Regions from separate parts of the Mus musculus genome. Here all the other regions are linked to region 1. The links are chromatin contacts, called in public HiChIP or PLAC-seq and promoter capture Hi-C maps. All regions are on one chromosome and are shown on one strand. Each heading gives the region's core, a stretch centred on a gene start, on an enhancer-like site or on the middle of the called end of the contact. The rest is flanking DNA. Distances are from core to core; before and after follow the strand shown. Region 1 holds the start of 1700026J14Rik (RIKEN cDNA 1700026J14 gene). Region 2 holds the start of Zfp777 (zinc finger protein 777). Region 3 holds the start of Zfp746 (zinc finger protein 746). Region 4 holds the start of Aoc1 (amine oxidase, copper-containing 1). Region 5 overlaps Gm16630 (predicted gene, 16630). Region 6 overlaps Gm7932 (predicted gene 7932). Region 7 holds the start of Tmem176b (transmembrane protein 176B).

Region 1 (3,126 bases), core at 445-2,944:
CCTGGTGCTACCTGAACACCAGCATCTCCAGGATGCTGGGGTCCGCTCCAAGTAAGAATTACAAGATTGTCTACATCCAAACGGTGTTGTAAATCTCTTCCTTCTCCATCAGCAAACACCTCTCCATCTGTATGCTGGAGAAGGCTTGCCCACACTCCATCTGTGGCCACCCACCAGAGGATGGCCTCAAAATTCATCCAGCAACATCAAAGAAAACAAAAGACCACAGTACAAGGCAAGAAGCAAGGGCACAGCCACTGTTGACAGAGGCTGGGCTGTTATAGAAAAAGCAGGGGCTTTGGATCCACTCAGGAAATCAGAGAGACAGAGTCTTACAACACAGCTGAAGGGACAAGGAGCTCACCAAGACTTCCAGAAGAGATGACATGGAGAGTGATTACAAAGCAAGTCCAGTTTAAATCGTGTGTGTGTGTGTGTGTGTATACACATGTGTGCTGGCTTCCAAAAGCCAGAAAGGGCCTCAGATCTCCTGGAGCCATAGTTAAAACAGTTCTGAGTCTCTCAATATGGGTGCCAGATTCTGGTCCACTGGAAGCAGAAGGTGCTCTGTCCAGCAATCACTTTCACATTTGTAGGAATAAAGGCGATGCCCATCCGTCTATGCCTCCAGTTTAGGCTAAGTCTAATCCATGACAGAGCCTAAGCACTTCAAGGTGGTGCTGAACGGATTAGTGCCCCAGCCCTCCCTTAACACTACAAGGCAGCTGGGACCACTCCTGGCTGTGCAGTGGATTGTCAGTGCTGAGAAAATGGACAAAGGGCAAAGTGTGAGGCTTTCATGACTTGAGAGGCTAACAGGAGAAGGGGCTGGCATGTGGTGCAGAAAATCTGCTAGGAATCTTCCAAAAATGAAGGCAGCTAAAAACATCCAGTATACATACACAGCATGCCCAGGACATTGCTTAGGGCAGACCTCACACCAGCCCTACAAAGCAGGTGTTGCCAGAGCCCCTATTTTCCTCAGTGAAGAAATTGAGGCCTGGCATTTGCCCAATGTCACACAAGAATAAGCAAGGAGTGTCCATATGCAGCCTTTACCGACTGCATGGGTGTGGGTGACCTTTAGCCACCTGCTTGCCCTGACATCTGAATCTATCCGTTCACCCAGCCCTCTAGCCTGTTTCCTGGCTGCCCCAGCCCAGGTGCAGAGATCTGGAAGAAGTCATGTAGGGGCGTCTCTGTGAGGGCATGAATTGCAGGGTAGCAAGCTGGGAGCCCAGTGTTAATGGGTGAGCCCAGCTAGGGGACAGGGAAGCGTCTGCAGGGAATCGAGGCCTGCTCGCCTTTCTTACCCGCGGTTGGGTCCTTTGGGCACGAACCAGGGCCCAGCGATGCCGATGAGGCCCCAGAATGTGGTGAAGATGATGACAGGGAGGGCAAAGGAATGGGCTGTCATGGCTGGGTGCGCGATGCTCAGGTGGGGTATCAGATCGAACGGCAGACTCTAAGCAGGTGCAAGTCTCGGCAGAGGGCTGTGCGCATGCGCAACGGAATCTCAGCCGGGAAGGCCCTGGACCAAGCGAATCTGCGCTCGCGCATCCCTGAACATCGTCCGCTGGGATAGCTCGCCGCTATCACGCAGAACCAAGGGCGGGACTTCCGAGGAACCTTTCCTTTGATTGGCTGGGTCGGTTTGCTCCGATTTTGCAGGTGATTCTAGGCTTAGGTTTGCGCTTTCTTATTCTCGCTAGAAAGTGGCAGGTCACTTGCAGTGCTCGGGCAGCCCAAGGTGGCTGGGGACAGGATTGGAGGAGACCCTAACCAGAACGGAGGCTTTGTGGGGACCACAGGGGTTTCGACCAGAGGACTTCGTGGAGCTGAGAGGCCACAAACTTGGCCTGAGCTAAAGCCTCCCCTCAGCGAAGTGAAGCTTGCAGTCCTCTGCAGAGCTCACTGCTTCACTGAACCTTGGAGATGCCCAGCTTCTGGATCAGGCTACAGTAGTTAGACTATTTTTCCTCTATGGTAGGGGTTCAGGCGATCTGTGTGGAACATAGTAAGACCTGGGACACTTGAGGCCAGCCACTCCTGAAGGGCTACAGTCCGGGTGGGAGCTGGAGGGGGAAACCACGTCAGCACAGTAGTGATTCTTGAAAGGAGGTGTGCCGCAGTTGGGGACAGATCTTATGTTTCCATGGGAACGACCTCCAAGGCCCCTGTACACCCAGCCTACCTGTGCAAACTTACATGCTGCGTATCTAGTTATCTGTATGAAGAAGAAAGATAAAGGCCTATCTTACACTAAGTCCAGATTGGAAAGTCGTCGTGGAAGGCCTCTCAGGAAAATTCCACAACAGGATGGCCCAGGCAGGTAATTAGCCTTGCTCACAGAACTTGACAGGCAAGAGCCAACACTGGTACTCTGTCCATCCATCTTCATAATGGACTCTGACATTGTTTTTTCCCACAGGTATACTTCCTGGATTTTCTGTAGCCGGTCCCCCGAGCTGTAGTCTAGTAGTTGCTGCTGCGGGGAGAGATTAAAGTGACAGCAGGAAGACAGTCTCTGGGTTCTCCTGTATAGATTCTCTCATTGTTCTGACAAAATAAACTTGAGGAAGGGTTCATTTTGGCTCTAATTTCACCATGGTGGGGAAGACACTGGGGCAGTCAGTCACACTGCATCCACAGTCAGGAAGCAAAGAGAGATGAACCCTGGTGCTGAGCTTGCTCTCTGTTTAACCCATAGAATCATTAGCTACCCACAGTGTGTCTTCCACCTCAATTAACCCAATACAGGCATGCCCAGAGATTTGTTTCCTAGGTGATTCTAGATCCAGTTAACAGTGTTGTATCACACTCTGCAAGCAGCGGTATCCCACTGCCCTTGCCTGAGCTGCATAGCTTCAGTGTTCTTACCCTACTGGGGTCACTTCTGTGAGTCAGGACGCTGACTCACACTTAACCCCAGCTGTGCCATCTTGCTGCCACTTCCTCAAAGAGGTCTCGCTGGGACTACCGGAGAAAGATGCTGAAGGAAAGTTACTGCTTTGCTACATTACAGTGACATTGCCTTCTCACAGAGCTAGATACCCACTTAGGAGAAGAGTCTAGATAAACATCGAGGCAACGGACATCCCCTAATGATTCTGTGGGTTGAAAATC
Region 2 (3,126 bases), core at 426-2,925, 490 kb after region 1:
TGTATGTCTGTGATGTATATGTGGCATCCTGGCAGCAGGTTTGGATTCATTTCCCCCGAAGGATAATGAAATACTATATAGGGGTTAGAATGAATAGACCAGGTAGATAGACTTGTTTACACATACTGTATCCACCCAGATAACAAAAAGTTGCAACAGGATATGGGCTGAATAAATACAACTTATGTAAAACTTCAAGAATAGGAAAGCCAGTAGTGTGCACTGCCTGTGTATGCACACATGATACGCAATTCATAGACATATTGGGGGGGAGCACGTGACACTTCACGAATAAATGAGATGTCCTTGGCCTGGTGGTCTCCGTTTTTTTACTGAGAGCTTCATATTGCCCGGTTGCCTTCTAAGACAAGCTCCAACCCAGACACCCCCGGGGTTCTATGAAGTGAAAAAATTATTCTGGCTTTTCCTCTAGGTTCCAGTTGGGGTTCATTCATCCCTAACTGTAACCAGGACACCTGCTCAGACTTATTTTTCTTTTTTCATTCCATTCCCAAATCTTGGCAGCTCCTGCAAATTCAGTAAACGTGCGATTCACTGAACCTGTCCAGGAAAGAGGGTTCTCTCTCATGGTTGGAAAGAGTACAAGGGGGCGAAAACTGCAACTTGGGATCAGCAAGCCACTCCCGGCTCGGCCTCAGTTTCCTCCTAAGTAGCCCGTCTAGCCCCTTCCAACCCGTGCCCTCAAAGATTCCAGGAATTCTGTCCTTTCTGGCCGAAAACAACACTGAGGCTTTTCACAAAGCACTCCCACCCCCACCCCTCGCTCCCCTTGGATCCACAGCCCGCGTCCCTGGAACCCGGGCTGCACTGCGCTGGTCACATGAACTCCGGCTTTCTGTGGTGTGACGGCTCTCTCCGATCCCTTTGTGAGCGCAGGTTTTGAAAGCCAACGACCGGGTTCTGGGTTTGAGACGCGCAGGCGGCCGCGGGCGGAAGGCTGTCGGAGCCCATCGGCCCGCCTCCAGACCCAGCGCGCCGCGCGCCCGGGATTCCGCTCCGCCGCCTCCGCCGCCGCCGCTGCCCGCCGCTGCCCGCCGCGGCCTGGCCCGAGGGCGCCGGGCCGCCAAGACGCCAGGTGAGCCGCGAGGGACCGGGAGCCGCGACGGGCTCAGGGCGTGTCCGGCGCCGAGGCGGCCCGCGCCTCACTGTTCGCTCCTACCGGCTGTAGATGGAGCTGTCTGGGTTCCGGCCGCCTCCGACGAGCCTCCGAGCGCTCCTCTTGAAACGCCTGAGAGGGACATGCCTCCCAGGATGCAGTTTGTAGCAACATGGCAGCTGCGGTGCAGCTCCCCTGCTGAAGAGGCGCCGGGACGGCCGCGCAGCTCGCAGCCGGGACCCGGGCCGCAGCCGGGGTCGCAGCGTCGGCCGCTCGGGGCGGGCGAGCGCGCCGGGGGCGGCCGCAGAGCGCTGGGGCCCAGCTCGCCGCCCGGGCGCAGCCCGCACAGCCGCGCTCCGACGCCGCCACCGCCGCCACCGCCGCCCGCGCCCGCCCGCCGAGCACAGCCCCGAGCAGGCCGGGGCCCGACGGCCGCGCAGCCCCGGCGGGTGAGGCCAGGCCGCGCCGCACTGCCAGCCCGCCCACGGCGCCGGGCCTGCGTGGGGCTGCGCGCGGCGGCGGCGGCGGCGGCGGGGACTCGCACGGCGCGGGCCGGGCGGCGCGGGGCCATGGCCGAGGCGGCCCCGGCTCGGGGGAGGGCAGCCCGCGCGCGCACGGACGCGCGGCCTCGGGGCCCCGGGGACAGCCTGCGTGCTCCGGGCTCGGTGGCCCGGCCTGGGGTCTCGGTAAGGGCCGGGCGCGGCGACGTTAGCGGGGAGGGGGCGCCCTGGCGGGCTCGCGCGCCCCCTGGGGGGGAGGACGGCCGGGGCGGGCGGGAGCGGCGGCCGTCCGTGCGAGGCTGCGCGGCCGCACGGCTCCCGGACACGCGGCCCGAGGTGGGGCGCGGGCGGCGCGCTCGCTCCCTGGCTGCGGAGCCGGCGCTGCGTCCGTCGGGGTGGCCAGCGGCACGTTTTCCGCAGAGCTCGGCCCCGCGGAACGGCTCCCGGCCTGGGCGCGGTGCTGACGCGGCTCTCCCATTTCGCAGAGCGGAGACACTGAGGCACGGACACCCGGCGGCGACCTGCCCTGCCTGCCCCAAGGTCACGTAGCGAGTCGGCCCGGGCTAGGTGCCCGCAGTCCCGTAGAGGCCTGCCCAGCGTGCCGCGGGCCTGGACGGGGAGGGGTGGCGCTGGCGGCGGCTTCGCCAGGGTGGGCGGCCTGGGCTAGCCGAGCACTGGCTGCGGCCCGTCGGGGGAGGAGGGGAAGGCCGGGCAGCGCCCAGCCCAGCGACTCCGGTGTGGGGAGCAGTGTGATCCATAGCCTCTGCGTCAGGAGCACCCCGAGTCAAACTTGGGGTACGGATAAATGGGGTCTGGCGAATGAGAGCCTAAGAGGTTGATGTTCTTCCGAGGGCCATTCAATAATTAAACGCCCTCCCACCCAACGTGCTCTCTGAGGCACCCTGGCTGTGCTAGGCGGGTTTGCTGCATGGGAGTCCGTGCCTTTGAACCTGTTTCCATGTATACTGGAAGAGATAGGATAGATGGCTTCCTAAAAACCTCGCAGTTCTTAAAATAACAATAACAAAACACCTGGGAAATAAAATGAAGATTTTTTTTTAAACATTCTTACCTCTGGGCTTAGGTCTTCATGGCATGTAATTCTGAGTGAACCATCCTGGGTCATGTAAGAAAATGGCACAGCTTTTGTAAAAAGTCAGATGTGTGTCGTTATGCATGTTTCTAGTATGTTGGCATGGATCCTGGAGCCCCTAATCATTTACCACACAAGGGTGGGGAGGAAAGAGAGACAGGTAGAAGCTGTGAAATGTGGCGCAGAGGAATTCTAACGTTCCTCTCCTGCTAGCAGGTAGCAGCTTGAGAATTTGAGCTTATTCGATTTAGCTGTCTTTGCTTGAGGGTAAGGTCAAGCCACAGGTTTGCTGGAGCTGATGACATTGTATCAGGACTTGGGGGGGGGGGGGGCTATACCTTATGACCCTTCACCCCTTTCCAGTATTCCAAATCCCTAAATGGAGAAGGAAAAAAAAACCATTTTCCTTTGAGCTC
Region 3 (3,126 bases), core at 376-2,875, 450 kb after region 1:
GACTATGCTGGGGCCTAGCAAACACATAAGTGGATGTGCTCACAGTCAGCTATTGGATGGATCACAGGGCCCCCAGTGGAGGAGCTAGAGAACGTATCCAAGGAGCTAAGGGGTTCTGCAACCCTATAGGTGCAACAACATTATGAACTAACCAGTACCCCGGAGCTCTTGACTCTAGCTGCATATGTATCAAAAGATGGCCTAGTCGGCCATCAGTGGAAAGAGAGGCCCATTGGACATGCAAACTTTATATGCCCCAGTACAGGGGAACGCCAGGGCCAAAAAGTGGGAGTGGGTGGGTATGGGGGACTTTTGGGATAGCATTGGAAATTTAATTGAGGGAAAATACCTAATAAAAATATTTTTTAAAAAAAGGATTCCCCTCTCTCAAATGACTATAGCTTGTGTTAACATAAAGTTAGCCAGCACAGTCAGGGAGCTGGGGAAGGAGGGTCAGTTATTAAGAGTAAGAACAAAACTTCAGTTCCCAGGTTGCTCCCAGAACCTGAGACCCCTGACCTCCTGCACACGCGTACACATATTTGCATACATATGTGTGCATATACATAATCAAAAATAAAAGTAAATCATAAAATAAATAACGAATGGCAACAACAAAAAGATCTCAGGCACTGGTCTTGCAGGCTCCTGCTAGGGGGTGGCATGGAAGGCAATTCTGAATGGCAATACATCTTCTTTGCCACACGGGGCTCCACACTAGGCTTCTGGAGAAATTTTACATTTTGACTTTTTTCTTCCTTTCCTTGTTATTAAAAAACAAAAATATGAATTGAAAAAAATTAGGGGTCTGGGGTCTACTGGCACTACGTTAATGGACATGCTTCCAAACCTACCTAAACTTTGTTAGACATAACCTTTTATATGAACACTGTATGAACATGAATAATACACATGATAACACACATCTTGTTATACATTTGTTACGCATTTTAACGCCAAAATGAAGTAGTTCCGGACTACTCTCGTTCAACATCTTTCCACGCTTACCTGATATATCACAAGAGGGCGTTGGATCTGCGGTAACTACAGCTTGTGGTGAGATGCTGGGAACTGAAACCCAGCCCTCTGCAAGAACAGCAAGTACTTTTAGCCGTTGAACTGTATCTCCAACTGCATTCAAAAAGATTTTAAACGATGGCATTTTAACCCATTTTTCATGTCATTAAAATGTTTATTATAGTATACATACTATAGAAACCCCACATTTTTTGTGTCATTAAAATGTTTATTATAACACACATACATAATCCTACAGAGAACCTACTGTGACTTATCAAGCCATATTTCTATTGTTGGAAGCATTCATTCCATTTCAAGGCAAAAATAGGCGTGCTACAGCTGGACAGCTGCGGAAGTGACCGTGCCGGGGTGCGCACTGCCTGCCGAGGCCGTACCCCCAAGTTTTATACCGCCAAACCAGGTGGCACATCGCTGGTGAGCACTGGCGCCGCGGGGGGCGTGGCGATATGCGGGGGCGTGGTCGGAGGTCGGGCCGAGGCGGGGCCTCGTGAGGAGGGCGGGGCCAAGCGCGGCGGCAAGCGGGTGCCGGCGCTGCCGTTCGCCGCTCGAGCTGCAGGTGGAGCTGTGCCGCCGCGCTGCCTCCAGGAAGCCTCACGGGCCTTCGTCGGCCTGGCCGCGGCACCGGCTCCCAGGATGCAGTGTGGAGCGGCCGGGCGCTGACGGCGGCGGTGCGGCTGCGGGCGGAGCGGCAGCAGGCCGGCCTGCGAGGAGCGCGGCGGGGAAGGTAGCGGCAGGCCCGGGCGGCGCTGCCGGCGGAGAGGACCCGGCAGCCGGGCCTGCGTGGGGCCGCGCGCCGCGGCGTCGACTTCCTTCGCGCCGAGCAGGACAGCGCAGGGCCATGGCCGAGGCGGCCGCGGCTCCGGTAAGGGCGGCCCGCGCGCTTGGCCTGCGCGGCCTCGGGCCCCGGAAGGCCGGGGCCCAGCACACTGTGCCGCAGGCCCCAGGAGGGCTTCCGGGCCAGACCGGGCCTGCGGGTCCTGTGGCTGCGGCGGGCGGCCGCGAGGTCCTCCGGGGCCTACCGGACCGGGTGGAGCCGAGCGCAGGGAACGGCCGTCCGCGCCCGGGAGGCCGACCTGCGCCAAGTTCCCGGTCTGCGCGTCCCCGGGCCGGGCTCCTTCCTCAGCGCCGGGCCGGTGCTTCCCTCTCCCAGCTCCCCCCAGCGGCCTGGTGGCACCTGGGAGGTGTCCGACGTCGATTCTGTAGACAGTGAGCACCCACTATGTGCCCAACCCTCCTCAGGCGGCACGCGAGGACTGCTCGTATTTGTCCAGCCAGGCTGGCGCTGCACTCAGCCCGGTTTAGGCATGATTTTGTCTGCACTGCAAACCTGTGGGGTAGTAACTATTATAGTTATTATTTCATACAAAAGAAAAGCTGAAGGCCCAACGAAGTTAACTTGCCAAGAATCTCAGCGAGAAAAGTGTGGGAAGACAGTGCTCTCACAGTTCAATGTCTGTAATAAGGAAAGCAGTCCAGGTACACGAGTAGCCTTATGGTCGAACAGAAAGAGGTCGTAGCCAACCTGGTGGAGGTTCGAATGCAGGTGCTTAGCAGACTCTGGTGCTCCTCCCGCCCAGCCAGGTAATCTGTGCTTCTGTGAGTTGAGTTAGCTAGGGTTTCTAGGGCTTGGGCAAAGAGAGGCAAGGGCCAGACACAGGACAGTGCAAAACTGGTCCACAAGCCTGGAGATATGGTTTTGGATATGAGGCTGCAGAAATGGAAGGGGCTGGGAAGGCCTGGGCTTCGTCATATGGGTAGGAAAGAGTTGAAGGAATTGGCATCAGTGACTCCGGTCTCAGAGTACTGGCTTCCCTAGCTGTTTGGCAATTGACTATCCCACCTTCGCTTTAAGTTAGCAAGGTGCTAGGCTTCAGTAGAGCACAACCCCTACTTCCAACTACACAGGTCAAAGACCATGGACCCCATTTAAAAAAAAAAATTAAACAAGAATGACATCAACAAGATAGATGTTTGTGCAAATGTCTTTGTGTAACACACAGATTGCAGCAGAGAGAATGGGTGGCAAAGTACAAGGATACGTCTGAAATAGACTCTAGTCTGGGGCAATCCCAGTCAGGGCTGGTC
Region 4 (3,126 bases), core at 281-2,780, 360 kb before region 1:
ATTCTCCCTTGGGAGCTGCACAGTACTCAAAACTGTGCATGCTGATTCGTAATAATACAAATACAGTATGGACACCAGCGTGGGTGCAAAAAATTTCACTGCAGGGGAAGGTCCAACTTGACCATTTCTGGGTTCCCTGAGAGATACACCCGGTTTAGCTAGAGGTTGGTATCTAGTTCCAGTTACAACCAAGAATATCTTTCTAAGGCTCTGCCTCCCCTCCCCAAAAGATACCATGGGAAAAAATCGGGTCAATATCCCCCCAGCCATGGTTAAAGCCCATTCATCCAAGGATGAGACAATCATTTGATCACCTCAGTTAAGCGTGGCCTTAATTAAGCTTAATTCATAGGGGGGAGAGAGGTTGGAGACCATACCGTGAGAAGGGCAAGCCCTTCACAGCCTCCCACCCTAACAAGCCAAATGGCCTTGTACTATGGAGCCAGTCGTCACCCCCTCCTCTCTGTTCCCCGCCTGTCATCCAAGGCTGCGGAGGAAAATCCACTACTCTCCTTCAGTGTTATCATAATAAAGTGCCTTTCAAATTCGTACAGTCAGTCTTCACCAGTTTTCCAAAGCCCTAGAAAGACTGTGTAGCTGACTACTTGGTATTCAGTAAAAGTTCAACTAGGAAGTTACCTATTCAGTAACTAATTAACGTTATAAAAGATGGAGCCAACAGCTCAGGGCTAGTCTGCTAGATGTTTATTTACTAGAGCAGAAAGGGCAGTTTTATCCAGATAAGGTTTACCATAAGAAAAGTTAGGAAGTCCCACTGAGACAGGTTTCTTCATTAGGTCCTAAGACTTCAGGCAGAACTATAGAGCATAAATAAATTTTATGCCTCAGCCCAGCCTTTTCTTTTTTATATTAACAACAGGGAGGAGATGTAGATGACACACAACACACCACCACAGTGTTAGGTAATAATAGTCTGTTGTCCTTACTCCCAAATTCTCCCAGCACTTTATATTCCTCTCCCACGCAAACCCCCACCAACCACTTATCTTTACTAGCTTTTCAGAAGGTGGGGCTGGAATCTTAATGTAAGTATTGTGTGTTCCTAGTGTTTTCCTGCCCTCTATGCCTGGCTTCCCTCTTTATAATCTCTTATCTCCAAATGTGTTTCGGCTTTAGCCAGTAGGAAGGCAATGCTGCAGACATTTAGAATCCTCTCTTGTGAAGTCACATGGGCAGTGTGGAGGAGAAAACTTCGGCAGAGCCATAGAGGCAAAGGGAGGACTTGGTAGCCACTGGTTGACCCTTCCAGTTCCCAATGCAGGGAATGCCAGCCACCCTCTCACAGGGCCCTCTTCTCTCACCCTGGAGTTGCCTGTGATGGCCTTCTGAAGCTCCTTCGAGGCTCTTGAGCTTCCTGGATCTCCTCCCTGTCTGTCATCCTGCCCCCTACTCCTCACACTGTACCCTGTCACCTCGCTTTTGCTCCTTCTCCTGACTACCTGTTTGGTGTTCCATCAGAACCCACCTGTGTGCTCTGCTCCGTCGCTCCCCAGCTCCCAGACTTTGTTCCTGGCCACTGACACAAGAAGTCTTCTTAAAGATACTGAACCCCACCCCACAGGGAGGGACAGGGTGAGATATGGGTCAACCTAGCTGGGGACCTATAGCCCATGGGGATCCTCCCTGGACAGGTGCTAGGGTGCTGCTGGCTGAGGTACAAGTGCCCTTGGACCATTTCCCTGTAATTTCCCCTTTAATAGGTGGCCACCTTTCGCAAGAACTATGCTTGGCTTTCTCTGTTACATACTGTGTAATATCATAATGTATTAACATAGAGTCATGTTCAGACACTATGAAGACATTTACTAGCCAGTTTTTTCAGTTATTTATTTATGGATACACACACACACACACACACACACACACACACACTTTAAATTAAAATAGAGTGACATAATTTTGCCCCTTCCCTTCCTCCCTTTGGTACCTTCCAGGTATTCTCCCTTAAACCCCTCTCATTTATCCAAGCTCTCAAATTGATAGACTCTAATTCTCCCTCTGTCAGCAATTATTATGGTTATCTATAAAACTAATAATTCTTTGTTTCAGGGTGGGACCCTGTGAAACTTTCCGCCTTCCACATTAGAGTGTCTACTAATTGTTCTGGCCTTGTTTATGCAGCCATTTCTAGGAGAGATTGTTTTACATCAGGCTTCCTGGTTTTCTGGCTCTTAGAATCTTCCTGCCTCCTCTTCTGTGATGGTCCCCAAGCCACAGATGTGGGAGCTGTGATGTTGATGTATCTGTTAGAGCTTTGCACAGTCTATTGATTTCTGCATTGTGTCCAGTTGTGGCTTCCTGTGATCGTTTCCATTTGCAGTAAAGTGAGCTTCTAGTCAGTTCTTAACAGGAAGCGGACCCTGGTAAAGTGGGGCTGATAAGGACAGTCACCCACAGAGAAAAAGAGAACTGCTGTGTATAGAGAACTTGGAATCAGAGAGGGAGGCATTTGAAGAGAGAAACTCCTAGTTGAGCTTAATGAAAACAGATTTTCCAGCACCCTGGGATCCTGGCAGTATTAGGAAACGCCAAAAGTTGTGGCTATGGGACGATTGTGTTTATGTGAGTATTGTGGGCCTTGTCACTCTCCTTTCTGGTGGTTCATTTGCAAATCATTTCAGAATCTGTTGGCAACCAGATAAAGAAAGGAGAGCACAGTTGACTCAACATAGAGACTTTGAGTGGGATTAGCTATAACTGCCACAACGGTGTTGGCTACAGTGAAAATTAAAGTGTCTGTCTTTAGAGTTGGGAATTCTCCTTTGTGAGATCAACAATTCCATGGAGAACTAAGTGGGTTGGACCAGAAGACGGTTCCAGGAACAACCCAACTGTGGAAAGTCTAATCTCTTTTACTTCTATAAAGAAAAATAGGGGCTGGTGAGATGGCTCAGCAGGTAAGAGCACCCGACTACTCTTCCAAAGGTCCTTAGTTCAAATCCCAGCAACCACATGGTGACTCACAACCATCCCTAACAAGATCTGACTCCCTCTTCTGGTGTGTCTGAAGACAGCTACAGTGTACTTACATATATTAAATAAATAAATCTTTAAAAAAAAAAAAGAAAAGAAAAATAGTTGGTGGCAGAAGATACTTGCATAGGT
Region 5 (3,126 bases), core at 261-2,760, 320 kb after region 1:
CTGCTTGTGATTTGGTCATGAATCAGGTGTGCTTTGTTTGGACAGGATTTTAACCTTCATCACTTTCCCTCCACATCTAGATCATAGAAAGGGGCAGACTAAATCAATGTCTCTAAACTGTCCAGAAGTCAGAATCATCCATTGAGCTTTTTTGGTCACACACTCTGATTTAGAGTTCACAGGTAGAGAGAGACCAAGACTGTTAGTTTTTACCCAGCCCTACCCATCTCTGCCACAATGAATGCAAACCCTTTGAGCCCAATCCCTGGTGAGACTAAGAATATTGTAAATACAAATCTCCAGGAGTTGATCCTCCTGCTCAGTTGGGAACTATGGACAGAAGGATCATGAGGAGGCCACAGATAGGCATGCAGAGGTGACTCAGGCATGGATCTCATAAAAGGAAGTGATGGCAGTAAAACACTGGCAAGTGTACATGCCAGGGTTGTGACACCCAGGGTTGTCTATAGAGGTTTAGACTGTGCCCTAGGTAGGGAGTGGTGCTTTGGGTTCTGCTCAGACCAAGACCGTAATCTCATCTCTGAAAGGGGCCAACAGACCGTTGGTTATGAGGTACGTCCAGGTCGAAGTCACTCAAACTGGGGCAAGGACTGTGACCTTGAGACCCATTTACTGCAGGAAATCCATCCCATGGGAGGCTCTGGGGTGGAGGAGGCAGCTCCTCCCCCTTTCCAGTCTCCCTTATCATTTCTTTGAAGCCTTGCTGGATTCCCAAGATGCTTTCCATACTCTCCACTCCTAGTGGCCTCCGAATAGGCTCCTGCTGCTTCTGTGGATATACTTGGTTCATGGACTAGTCTCTTATTTGAACTAAACCTCTCTGAATAACACGAACAATATCTTACTTGTCTCTATGTACTCGACATGGATGACAGGGACCTAACAAGTCCCATGAGTGTTTGTTCAGTGAATGAATGATGGAGTCATATGTTGGGCTGCATGTGTTATTCATAGAAGGCCCCAAACCAGCAGCTTCTGTTCTGACCACCAAGTGTAGATACAGAGGAAATGCCACTGTTGGGCATACTTTCCTCACCACACCTCAAGACAGAAGGGCTTCAAGGGGATAGTTAAGTTCAAGGAGATCAGAGGAGGACAGACTGCAGTACAGAGAGCTTGCCAGTGCCTAAAGCATTCTGAGATCTTGAAGTAAAAGTGTACAACTTGTTCTGGTGTGGTGTCATGGATGAAAGGTGCTAATGAGTGGCTATACCTAAGTGGGAGGCATAGCTCAGAGGTAGAGCATTTGACTACAGATCAGCAGGACCCTGATTCAAATCAGGTGCCCTGCCCTTTTCCCTCAATGGTCACAGTGCTGTTTTTCCTGCACTGACCCACCCTCGAAGACAGAGAGAAGAGTGGAAGGTCAAGCTTTTATTAGAAAGCTATCTTCTTCTATGTATAGCCTGAGTTCTGTCCATAAGGCCAGAGGACAGTTCTGTGTTGGCTCAGTCCTGATGGAGACAGAGTCTTGCCTCTGACTAAGGAAAGGAGCAGTGGCAGCTGTGTGGATGTGGGTGTGTCTTATGAGTCTGCCTGCGTGTCTATGGAGACTTTAAGGAGTGGCCATTTCCTTTTTTCTTTAAAGATTCATTTACTTTTACCTTCTTTCTGTGTGTTTTGCCAACATGCATATCTGTACATCACATTTGTGCAGTGACCACAGAGAATAGAAGTGGGCATTGGATCCCCTGAAACTGAGTTCCAGAACATTGTCAGCAGCTCTGTGGGTGCTAGGAGCTGAACCTATGTCCTCTGCAAGAGCAACTAATGCTCTTAACCACTGAGTGAGCAATTTCTTCAGCCTTGTATCAAACTACTTAATTTTGATGTCTGCAGGATGGACACAGGGAGAGGTGACTCAGCAGATGGAGTTACATGTAACTGTAAGGCAAATCCCTTTTACCCCAGAGACAAGAGTCTTTCCTCCTGGGTTTAATGGTGCTTGACGTTTATTTGCATTATGGAGGGTATGAGGTTTTACTCAAGTCTACTGATTGAAATATGGCTCACATCCAAAATGTGCCTTCACAGCTAACATGTGTAAGATATTTAGCACTATAGCCTCTCCATGGTCTCACACGCTTATCTGGCACAAAAGCTATTATCTTTTTTCGTTTGCTTGTTTGTTTGTTTGTTTGTTTGTTTGTTTGTTTGTTGAGACATGGTTTCTCTGTATGGTGCTGGCTGTCCTAGAACTCCCTCTATAGACCAGGCTAGCCTCAAACTCAGAGCTCTATCTACCTCTGCCTCCCAAGTGCTTGGATTAAAGGTACGTACCACCATCACCCAGCAAAAGGTATCACCTTAATCTTGGCCAATGCCATGCTCTTGAGTAGGCCTAGGAATACTGGGTAAATCACACAGAGAGGTAAGAATCATCCTGGAAGTGACAGAGGTCCAGCAACACCAGAGGGCTAGAAGCTGAGGCCAATATTCATTGTGATGTGTCAGTGGTTTCTTAATTTTGCAGATTGAATTCCTGGCCTGTGGCTTCTCTCAGGGACCTGGCATTTCATGGACCTGGATGGGTTCTCATGCTTCTCTGCTGTGCCTTGACTTCCTCTCATTTCTGCTAACCACTGTCCCTGTATTTCCATTAGCCCAAGGTGCCTGAATTAGTGTAACATCTGAAAAGGAGAGAAAAAGCTGGTGCCAGGATCACCAGGCCTCCACACCAGGGGAATCTTTGTCTTCCATGATTTTCTTGCTTAAAACAGGTGAACAGCTAAGAAAGAATACAAATTCAGGAGCGGGTTGGATTGATGAGAGCACTGAGGTACATAGGTCTTAACCACATCAAGAGCTCTGTACAATCTCCCTTGTTCACCAAGTGTCTCAGTTATTTTTCTTTTTTTCTGTAATAAAGTACCATGACCAAAACCAACTTATGGGAAAGAGTTTATTTGGTTTATGGTTTTAGAGGCAGAGTCCATTGTGATAGGAAAACATGGTTTTAGAGGCAGAGTCCATCATGATAGGGAAACATGGCAGTTTAGCTCTGTGATCTGGTTGTGGCTCTGCTTTGTGTATGTTCATTCTAGGATCCCTGCTGGCATGACAGCTGGAGCAGGAAGCTGAGAGTTCGCATCATCAACCATAAGC
Region 6 (3,126 bases), core at 201-2,700, 330 kb before region 1:
TCAAGGGTTTAGGACTAGAGAGAGGATCAGCATAGTGCTTAGTCTGAGGTGGGTTGCTGCTGTTTTGAATCCCAAAGGCTGGAGAGCCTACAGTTCTGTGGTTGATAAGAGATCAGCATCATTGAGGGGAAATCTAGGGAGGATTTCCATAGGGTTGGCACATAGAGGCTGTGGTTCAGAGGGTGCTAAGATGGCATCTCAAGCTTGCAGCCAAACTTGGTAATGTCTAAGCATCTCCCACACAGTACTGAAACCCGAAGGATTGGAGGAGTCCTGGAGAGCAGCTGAGACTTAAAATGTAAGATGCCAGGAGAGGCCATATGTGAAAGTGCAGCCTCAATTGTTGTGAAGACCCTGCGGTTGAAGGGGTCATGAAGGAGAGGAGCCTGACAGTATGTAGCAGGGATGCAGTCCCTGAAAAGAAAACTGCCTTTGGTGAGAATGGGACCTCAGTTGCCATGGAGACCCCAGCATATTGGCTGTGGGGTGTGGACATGATAAGGCTACGGGATGCCCACCAAAGACAGTGGCAGCGTGGAGTGAGTCCTCTGGAGCATACAAGACAAGTTGCATGCGCATGGCAGAGCTGTACAGGTGGCACTGCCCAAGCTCTTGGGAGTTCAAAGGATCATGCATGATTCCTAGGTGTTGCACACTGAGCTAAATCCACCATTGGGGTTGGGTTTTGGTTTGATCTGATTGAAACTGTGTCCTGATTCTTCCCTCTTGGACTAAGAACGTGTATTACTTATTTTAAATTTTATAGGAATCCATAGTTAAGTGCCGCAGACCCTCTGGGTCCCTTTGTCTGCATGGAATGAGTCTCTGGGGCAGGTGGACAAGGCGTCGGCAGGTGACAGACAGACCTGCTACCCTTTGTATTTTCTGTACTATATAAGATTGATGTTCACTTTGTGAGATTGTGTAGAATCTGAATGTATTCTCACAAAGTGAACATCAATCTTATATAGTACAGAAAATACAAAGGGTAGCAGGCAAAGTACATTGAAGTTACCTGAACAAAACAAAGGAATGACTTCAAAAGGATTTACAGGAACCAGGGAGATGTTTACAGTAAAGATAAAGCAGTCCTGCCTAGGGTCAGCTTAGTGACAGGCAAGGATTTCACACTCTAGTGCTATGCCTTTGATCCTTGTGAAGGCTAGCACCAGGGGGTTCTGCTCTTTGCAGACCTCATGAATAATGCAACATCACAACCCCCCTATTTTCTAGGCCTTGCCAAACTCCCACATGAGTGTAACTTTTAAGTATCTGGAAAATCTCCACTTGTCAGGAGAATACACCAGCTTGCTTCTAATATGTAATGCAGCCTGTACTGAAGGTTTCTATCTCAGTGGGATTCCCTGGCTCTTTTATGATATTCCCTTGTTTGGGTGAGATTTGCTGCTGTCCTAGTAAATATTTTGCAGACCAGTTCTGAGCTACTGGCTCCGTCTTTTGTAATGCCTAATTAGTTACTGAATAGGTTACTTCCTTACTGCATTCTTACAGGATTCTAAGCTAGGCTTCTGGGAACTTGGAATCTTGGGGAGACTTAACTATAACAGAATTTAATCTTAAAAGGCATTTAAAATAAAATATTAAAAGAGAGCTTGTAGTTCCATATACCAGACTAACTCGGGAATAGAGTATGAGTATATGAGTAAATGAGAACGCTAAAGCTCCAGGAGGTGAGTTTCTGTGAAACTCTTTTCCTCGTTGAGTGCTTGCAGACCTTTCAGCCTGTCAAGCAGACTTGACCGGAGTGTGTGGCATTTCCCAGTGTGCGTGGCAGTTAAGAGACATTGGATTTTAAAAGAGAGAACATGGACTTTTATTTGCAGGGGAGCAGGAATTTAAAGATTTATTTATTTATTTTACATATGTGAGTATACCGTTGCTGTCTTCAGACACACCAGAAGAGGGCATTGGATCCCATTACAGATGGTTGTAAACCACTATGTGGTTGCTGGGAATCGAACTCAGAACCTCTGGAAGAGCAGTCAGTGCTCTTAACCCCTGAGTCATCTTGCCAGGCAGGAACATGGACTTTTAAAATGTAAAAGACTATGGGACTTTTAAGATTATGATATGTTTTATACCGAGGTGTTACCATGAAATACTGGTAATATCCAAGAAAGTAAAAGTTGCAGTTTAACAATGATGTGTCCCTGTGTCAATCTGTCAAGAGAGCAGTTGTGCCAGTTAGCCTGGAACATTGTGTCAGCTTGACACACACTACAGTCATCTGGGAAGAGAGACCCTCAGTTGACTAGTCTTTTCACTGGCCCTTAGGAGAGCTTGTGGGGAATTTTCTAATCAATAATTGATAGGGGTGGACCCACTCCTGGGCAGGTGATCATGGGTTGTATAAAAGGTCAAGTTGAATGTACCACAGAAAGCAAGCGAGTAAGCAGAATTCCTCCATGGCCTCTTCTTCAACTCCCCAGGTTCCTGCCCCACTTGAGTTCCTGTCTTGTCTTCTGATGATGGCTGTAAAGCATAGGGCAAAGCAAACCCTCTCAGGCCCTACTTGCTTTGGGCCCTGGTGTTTATCACAGCAATAAAAAGCAAAGTAAGGTAAATGGGAAGTGGAACTCCCTGCTTATCTGGCTCTCCAGGTCATGTCTGTTTTTGAAACAAAGCAAATCTTTCTGTACTATAAGAATGAAAAGAAACCCAGGCTTCATGGCATGTGACTAACTTTATCACAGGCTCCTCTGTGTCTTCCACAAGTAAGTTTTATCCCCCTGTTTCAGAAACTTGCTCCATGCCAAGAGCTTTGTGGGGACATTTTATTCACAACCCATGAGGATCATTATGTTAATGGTGGAAAAGGTAGGATTGGTTTCAGCTTGCCAAGCCTGTGCCCCTCCTGCTCCAGGCAGCTCCAGGTATAAGGCAGAGTGAAACCCCCTGGTGCCTGCCCTCTGCGGTGTGGGCTGCAGTAATAGGAGTCAAATCTATAAACAAGTGAGGATCATAAAACAGTCAAGGACAAAGGTCAAAGTATGAACAAGTAGGGAGGAGGGAGCAGTCCCCTGAGCTGAGGTGTGGCAGTGGATTACAAAGTGTTTTTCAAAGCCCCAGCCTTCGCACTGCGTCTTGGAAGGCTTATGGGTGTGA
Region 7 (3,126 bases), core at 280-2,779, 300 kb before region 1:
GAGACAAAGCTGACCTGCAGCTGCACAGGCGACCATTTCATCATTTGTCATGTACACAAGCACCAGACTGGCTTACTTAATTCAGGTCTTGTTTGGCTACATACTCTGGGGTGCCACATCAATGGTGGTGGTGGAAGGGAAGCAAAGGGACCGCCATCCCTGTGCTCTCAGACAGCCCTGGACCTTCATGATGCCACACTCACCACGATCCCAGTCCAGAAGGGGGCGCCTTCGGAATACATGGCTAAATAATGGCCTATGTAGAGGGTTCCACCCAGAACCACACTCAGAGCCCCCAGCACAGTCTGCACCACCTGGAAGAGAGAGGACTTGAAACACAGCTCTCCAGCAGCAGGGCTACCTGTTAGCTGCAACTGTCTGTACACACAGACAAAATCAACTCAATGTCTTAGGAGGACAGATGTATAGAGGAGGCCAGAGGAAAATATGGCCCAAATGAGGGTCCCTCCCTGGGCCCATCAAGCACGTAGCTACTCTCACCCAGGAGGCCACCAGCACTCTGCTGCTGCCCTGGCTCTGGGTGGAAGCGGATGCTGGAATCCTTAGCAATGAGCATCCGGCCAGCAGAAGTTTGGCCAGAGCAGACTCCTGGTGGATGTGCACATCAATGTGGGTGGGTTGTGGAGCCTCAGGGTCCACCTTGCCGACGACTGCAGTCTCCATGTCTGTGGACATCGTCTGTGAGGGAGAAAAGGAAAAGCAGGAAGAAATATTTGGCAGATGTTTCAGAGGCGGCTTGGAGTTGGGGGCTAACAGAGACACAGAATGGCTGCCCCTGGCTGTGGAGCTGTATCTTCAGCTCTTTTGGAGGGTTGTCTGTCAGGGAAGCCTGATGCTGGAGTACCCGCTTCACCCCACATTTGCTTTGTGCCCCACTGCCATGGTCTTCAGGAGCCTGATGTTTGGATCAAGCAGAACGCACACAACCTATCTCTTCACCCAACCTCTGATTGGATCTCTTCTCCCCAGCATTTTCTGAATCCAGGTCAGAGGCCAAGCCCCTTAAACAGTGTCCCCCTCTAACTGCCCCATAAGCTTCTGTTGCAATTATCTCTTCCCTACCAGGGTCCCAGGGACCACCTCACCCAGACGCCACCATCTCCTTGGATGAACGACAAGCACTGACTGACCCTGTCCCCACAGAATTGAGTGGTAGAGATGGAGGCCATACCTGTCCCTGGAGGCACACCCCAGTGTGTCCACTCCCCTAGCAAGCTCGCAGGGCGTCAGACTGGATGGATCTGGATGGACTGGGAAACGAGCTATGCTAAAGTGATGGTGGGCTGTCTTACCTGATTCCTCTGGGACCGGGGAAGTGTGCAGCAGGGAAGGCCAGAGCTCACACAGAGGCGCTGGCAGTAGTTGAGAACTTCAGCCCTGGCAGGAGGAAGAACCTGGGTGGGAGCCAGAAGGGGAGGGGGAATGGGCAGACCTCAACACTTCCTGGCAGGCAGCTGGGACTGAGGGCCCCTTTAGGGGTTTTCCAGCAGGCAGCTCCTCACTGGGCACTGGAGAGCTGGAGAAGGTGGGCGAGGTAAGAGCTGGGGTTGGCACTGATTGTTCCTGTGGAATCCTTTGATTGCACAGTGCTCTCTCTCCCAGTCAGGGATAGAGCTTTCTGAGCAGGTGCTGGCCTGTGCCACCTTGGGTGTATGAGTGTATCTGTGTCACCTGTATCCCTGCTCCAGCAGGCCTGATCATCTACTCCTGATGGACCCCCCTCAAGTGGGGCCCTTTCCTGTCAGCTACTTGCTGGCAAACTGAGAGACTCCATGTCAGGCCCCATCCCTCCACCCCCTTCTTGCTCTCCTCTCTCTGGGGTCAGCTTTAAGCCAGCTCCTCCCAGACCTCTCAGTTCCAGCCCCACCCATCGCAGAGGACAGCAGGTGAGACAGGACCCTTCACGGCCCCTTGGTAGCCCCCTTTTGAAGCATAGGGTTCCTTCTTCTCTGGAAGAGTCTCCAAGTCTACTCCTCAAGCTCCATCTTGGCTCAGGATGCTTCTCCTTCCTTCTATCTCTGCTTTCCTGTAGGACTCTGGGGAGGGAGGGATGTGTTGGACAGAGGATGTGACTCTGGAAACAGGGCTGAGGCTGGGGAGGTCAGAGTCTGGCTTTACCTTCCATAGTTATCAGTGCCTCACGCCTGCGTTCTAAGAGCAGGGCCTTTGAGACCACGCAGAGGTGGGACAGCTGTGGGGACACGGGGTGTTCTTTTTCTTTGTTTCTGAACACTGGGAGGAGGGATATCAGAGAGCCACTATCTGGAGCGGTGCCAGAAGTGGTGAGAGGCTTCTTGGTGCCTAGGGCTTTAGTTCCTGCTCTGCAGAGGAAGCAGAGGGATTCTGGGTGGCCAGGGCAGGGATAGCACTGGGGGTCTAGAGGGGGCCAGCACCCAGACAACTGAGACTTTATTCCTGGAACCTCAAGGGAAGGTGTGAACCTGAGGCCTTCATTTGTGTTTCTCTTCGTCCCTCCTGAAAAGTTGTCAGACTCCTGTGCTTTCGGCTCTGAGGTGCACGGGTGAGTGGAAGGTGCTCCGTGGCGTGGGGGAGAACATGAAGGGATGCAAAGGGAAGTGACTGGAGTGGCCGTCAATATCCAGTCAGAACTGATGCTTAACCAGACTGCCCAGGAGAGCCACTGGGCAGAACTTCTTTTGGACAGAGGCAAGCCATCAGAGGGGCTAAATGGTTGTTATAAGCCCATAACAGGAGACAGTGGGAAGCTGTGTTAAGCTCTGTGCTGATTAGAATGGAGGCCACGCTGAGGAAGTAATCAGGCAGAATATGAAGACCTCATGGGCCTGCCTGAGGCCCTATGGAAACTCGGAACAGTGGTTTTATTCAGTGGGAGAAAAGTAATATATACCACAGACCACAGTAGAAACTGTTTTTCAGAAATTAATACCTGGACCAGCACCATAGGTCCTTGCCTCTGTATCTACCAAATTATGATATACAGTCCAAAGATCAACATCTTTTTTAAAATTACTGCATGTTTGTAATTTAAACATGCCTGTTCATGTGGGTGTGTGACTAGGGGTGCATATTGCCGGTCGTAATTTTCAGATATAAAAGAACTTCTATGAAAAAAATCAGGACATG

What was found. HiChIP or PLAC-seq counts read pairs in DNA pulled down with a chosen protein or histone mark. Capture Hi-C pulls out chosen DNA fragments and counts their contacts.
Region 2: a contact with region 1 is called in a promoter capture Hi-C map of pancreatic islet, with 2.6 times the contacts expected there. The contact joins the promoter of Zfp777 here to the promoter of 1700026J14Rik in region 1. A contact is called at or near these places in 3 of 39 promoter capture datasets (cranial neural crest, embryonic stem cells and hippocampal neurons), 1 of 115 datasets of contacts at active chromatin or transcription factors (astrocytes) and 3 of 9 other capture datasets (adipose tissue, embryonic stem cells and pancreatic islet).
Region 3: a contact with region 1 is called in an H3K27ac HiChIP or PLAC-seq map of embryonic stem cells, with 6 times the contacts expected there. The contact joins the promoter of Zfp746 here to the promoter of 1700026J14Rik in region 1. A contact is called at or near these places in 3 of 39 promoter capture datasets (cranial neural crest, hippocampal neurons and liver), 10 of 484 Hi-C or Micro-C datasets (B cells, cerebellum, cortical neurons and 4 more), 4 of 115 datasets of contacts at active chromatin or transcription factors (astrocytes, embryonic stem cells and stem cell-derived neural progenitor cells) and 1 of 9 other capture datasets (embryonic stem cells).
Region 4: a promoter capture Hi-C map of liver shows a contact between it and region 1. The contact joins the promoter of Aoc1 here to the promoter of 1700026J14Rik in region 1. A contact is called at or near these places in 1 of 39 promoter capture datasets (pre-B cells) and 2 of 9 other capture datasets (adipose tissue and liver).
Region 5: a contact with region 1 is called in an H3K27ac HiChIP or PLAC-seq map of SST interneurons, with 2.6 times the contacts expected there. The contact joins the enhancer-like site here to the promoter of 1700026J14Rik in region 1. A contact is called at or near these places in 2 of 39 promoter capture datasets (cranial neural crest and frontonasal cranial neural crest), 6 of 115 datasets of contacts at active chromatin or transcription factors (SST interneurons, VIP interneurons, embryonic basal ganglia and 3 more) and 1 of 9 other capture datasets (embryonic stem cells).
Region 6: an H3K27ac HiChIP or PLAC-seq map of embryonic stem cells shows a contact between it and region 1, with 2.8 times the contacts expected there. The contact joins the enhancer-like site here to the promoter of 1700026J14Rik in region 1. A contact is called at or near these places in 7 of 39 promoter capture datasets (the 3T3-L1 cell line, the HPC-7 cell line, embryonic stem cells and 2 more), 2 of 15 datasets of contacts at CTCF or cohesin (large pre-B cells and pro-B cells), 13 of 484 Hi-C or Micro-C datasets (B cells, CD4 T cells, the CH12 cell line and 7 more), 2 of 115 datasets of contacts at active chromatin or transcription factors (both in embryonic stem cells) and 3 of 9 other capture datasets (adipose tissue, embryonic stem cells and liver).
Region 7: a promoter capture Hi-C map of liver shows a contact between it and region 1, with 3 times the contacts expected there. The contact joins the promoter of Tmem176b here to the promoter of 1700026J14Rik in region 1. A contact is called at or near these places in 5 of 39 promoter capture datasets (the 3T3-L1 cell line, liver, neural stem cells and 1 more), 1 of 15 datasets of contacts at CTCF or cohesin (large pre-B cells), 5 of 484 Hi-C or Micro-C datasets (CD4 T cells, the HL-1 cell line, the N1E-115 cell line and 2 more), 2 of 115 datasets of contacts at active chromatin or transcription factors (cardiomyocytes and pancreatic cancer cells) and 4 of 9 other capture datasets (adipose tissue, embryonic stem cells, liver and 1 more).

What each region holds. Positions count from the first base shown.
Region 1 is chr6:48,536,042-48,539,167 of GRCm38.p6, reverse strand. 1700026J14Rik (RIKEN cDNA 1700026J14 gene) reads left to right here and starts at 1,694. Exons shown (of 2, transcript NR_130985.1): 1 at 1,694-2,332; 2 at 2,432-2,586. It overlaps Atp6v0e2 (ATPase, H+ transporting, lysosomal V0 subunit E2), which reads right to left and starts at 1,599. Exons shown (of 4, transcript NM_133764.3): 1 at 1,314-1,599. The coding sequence starts at 1,417.
Region 2 is chr6:48,046,663-48,049,788 of GRCm38.p6, reverse strand. It overlaps Zfp777 (zinc finger protein 777), which reads left to right and starts at 1,675. Exons shown (of 6, transcript NM_001081382.1): 1 at 1,675-1,803. The coding sequence starts at 1,687.
Region 3 is chr6:48,085,092-48,088,217 of GRCm38.p6, reverse strand. Zfp746 (zinc finger protein 746) reads left to right here and starts at 1,625. Exons shown (of 7, transcript NM_001163475.1): 1 at 1,625-1,903. The coding sequence starts at 1,880.
Region 4 is chr6:48,893,659-48,896,784 of GRCm38.p6, reverse strand. Aoc1 (amine oxidase, copper-containing 1) reads right to left here and starts at 1,530. Exons shown (of 5, transcript NM_029638.2): 1 at 1,487-1,530. All of the region lies in intron 1 of Gm44764 (a long non-coding RNA gene), which reads left to right.
Region 5 is chr6:48,212,780-48,215,905 of GRCm38.p6, reverse strand. The region is part of intron 1 of Gm16630 (predicted gene, 16630); the gene reads left to right. Among named protein-coding and RNA genes, the nearest start is that of n-TCgca49, 4.4 kb to the right of the region's middle. Within about 2 kb of position 1,510, at least 8 of the 459 cell types and tissues checked have an H3K27ac peak or open chromatin away from gene starts, as enhancers often do. A contact at or near this core is called in SST interneurons, where this site is marked.
Region 6 is chr6:48,864,800-48,867,925 of GRCm38.p6, reverse strand. Gm7932 (predicted gene 7932) reads right to left here. Exons shown (of 3, transcript NM_001358003.1): 3 at 1,843-3,126. The region is part of intron 1 of Gm44764 (a long non-coding RNA gene); the gene reads left to right. Among named protein-coding and RNA genes, the nearest start is that of Gm7932, 6.0 kb to the right of the region's middle. Within about 2 kb of position 1,450, at least 27 of the 459 cell types and tissues checked have an H3K27ac peak or open chromatin away from gene starts, as enhancers often do. A contact at or near this core is called in embryonic stem cells, where this site is marked.
Region 7 is chr6:48,839,777-48,842,902 of GRCm38.p6, reverse strand. It overlaps Tmem176b (transmembrane protein 176B), which reads left to right and starts at 1,529. Exons shown (of 7, transcript NM_001164207.1): 1 at 1,529-1,907. Tmem176a (transmembrane protein 176A) reads right to left here and starts at 1,420. Exons shown (of 7, transcript NM_025326.4): 1 at 1,314-1,420; 2 at 502-699; 3 at 204-314. The coding sequence starts at 696.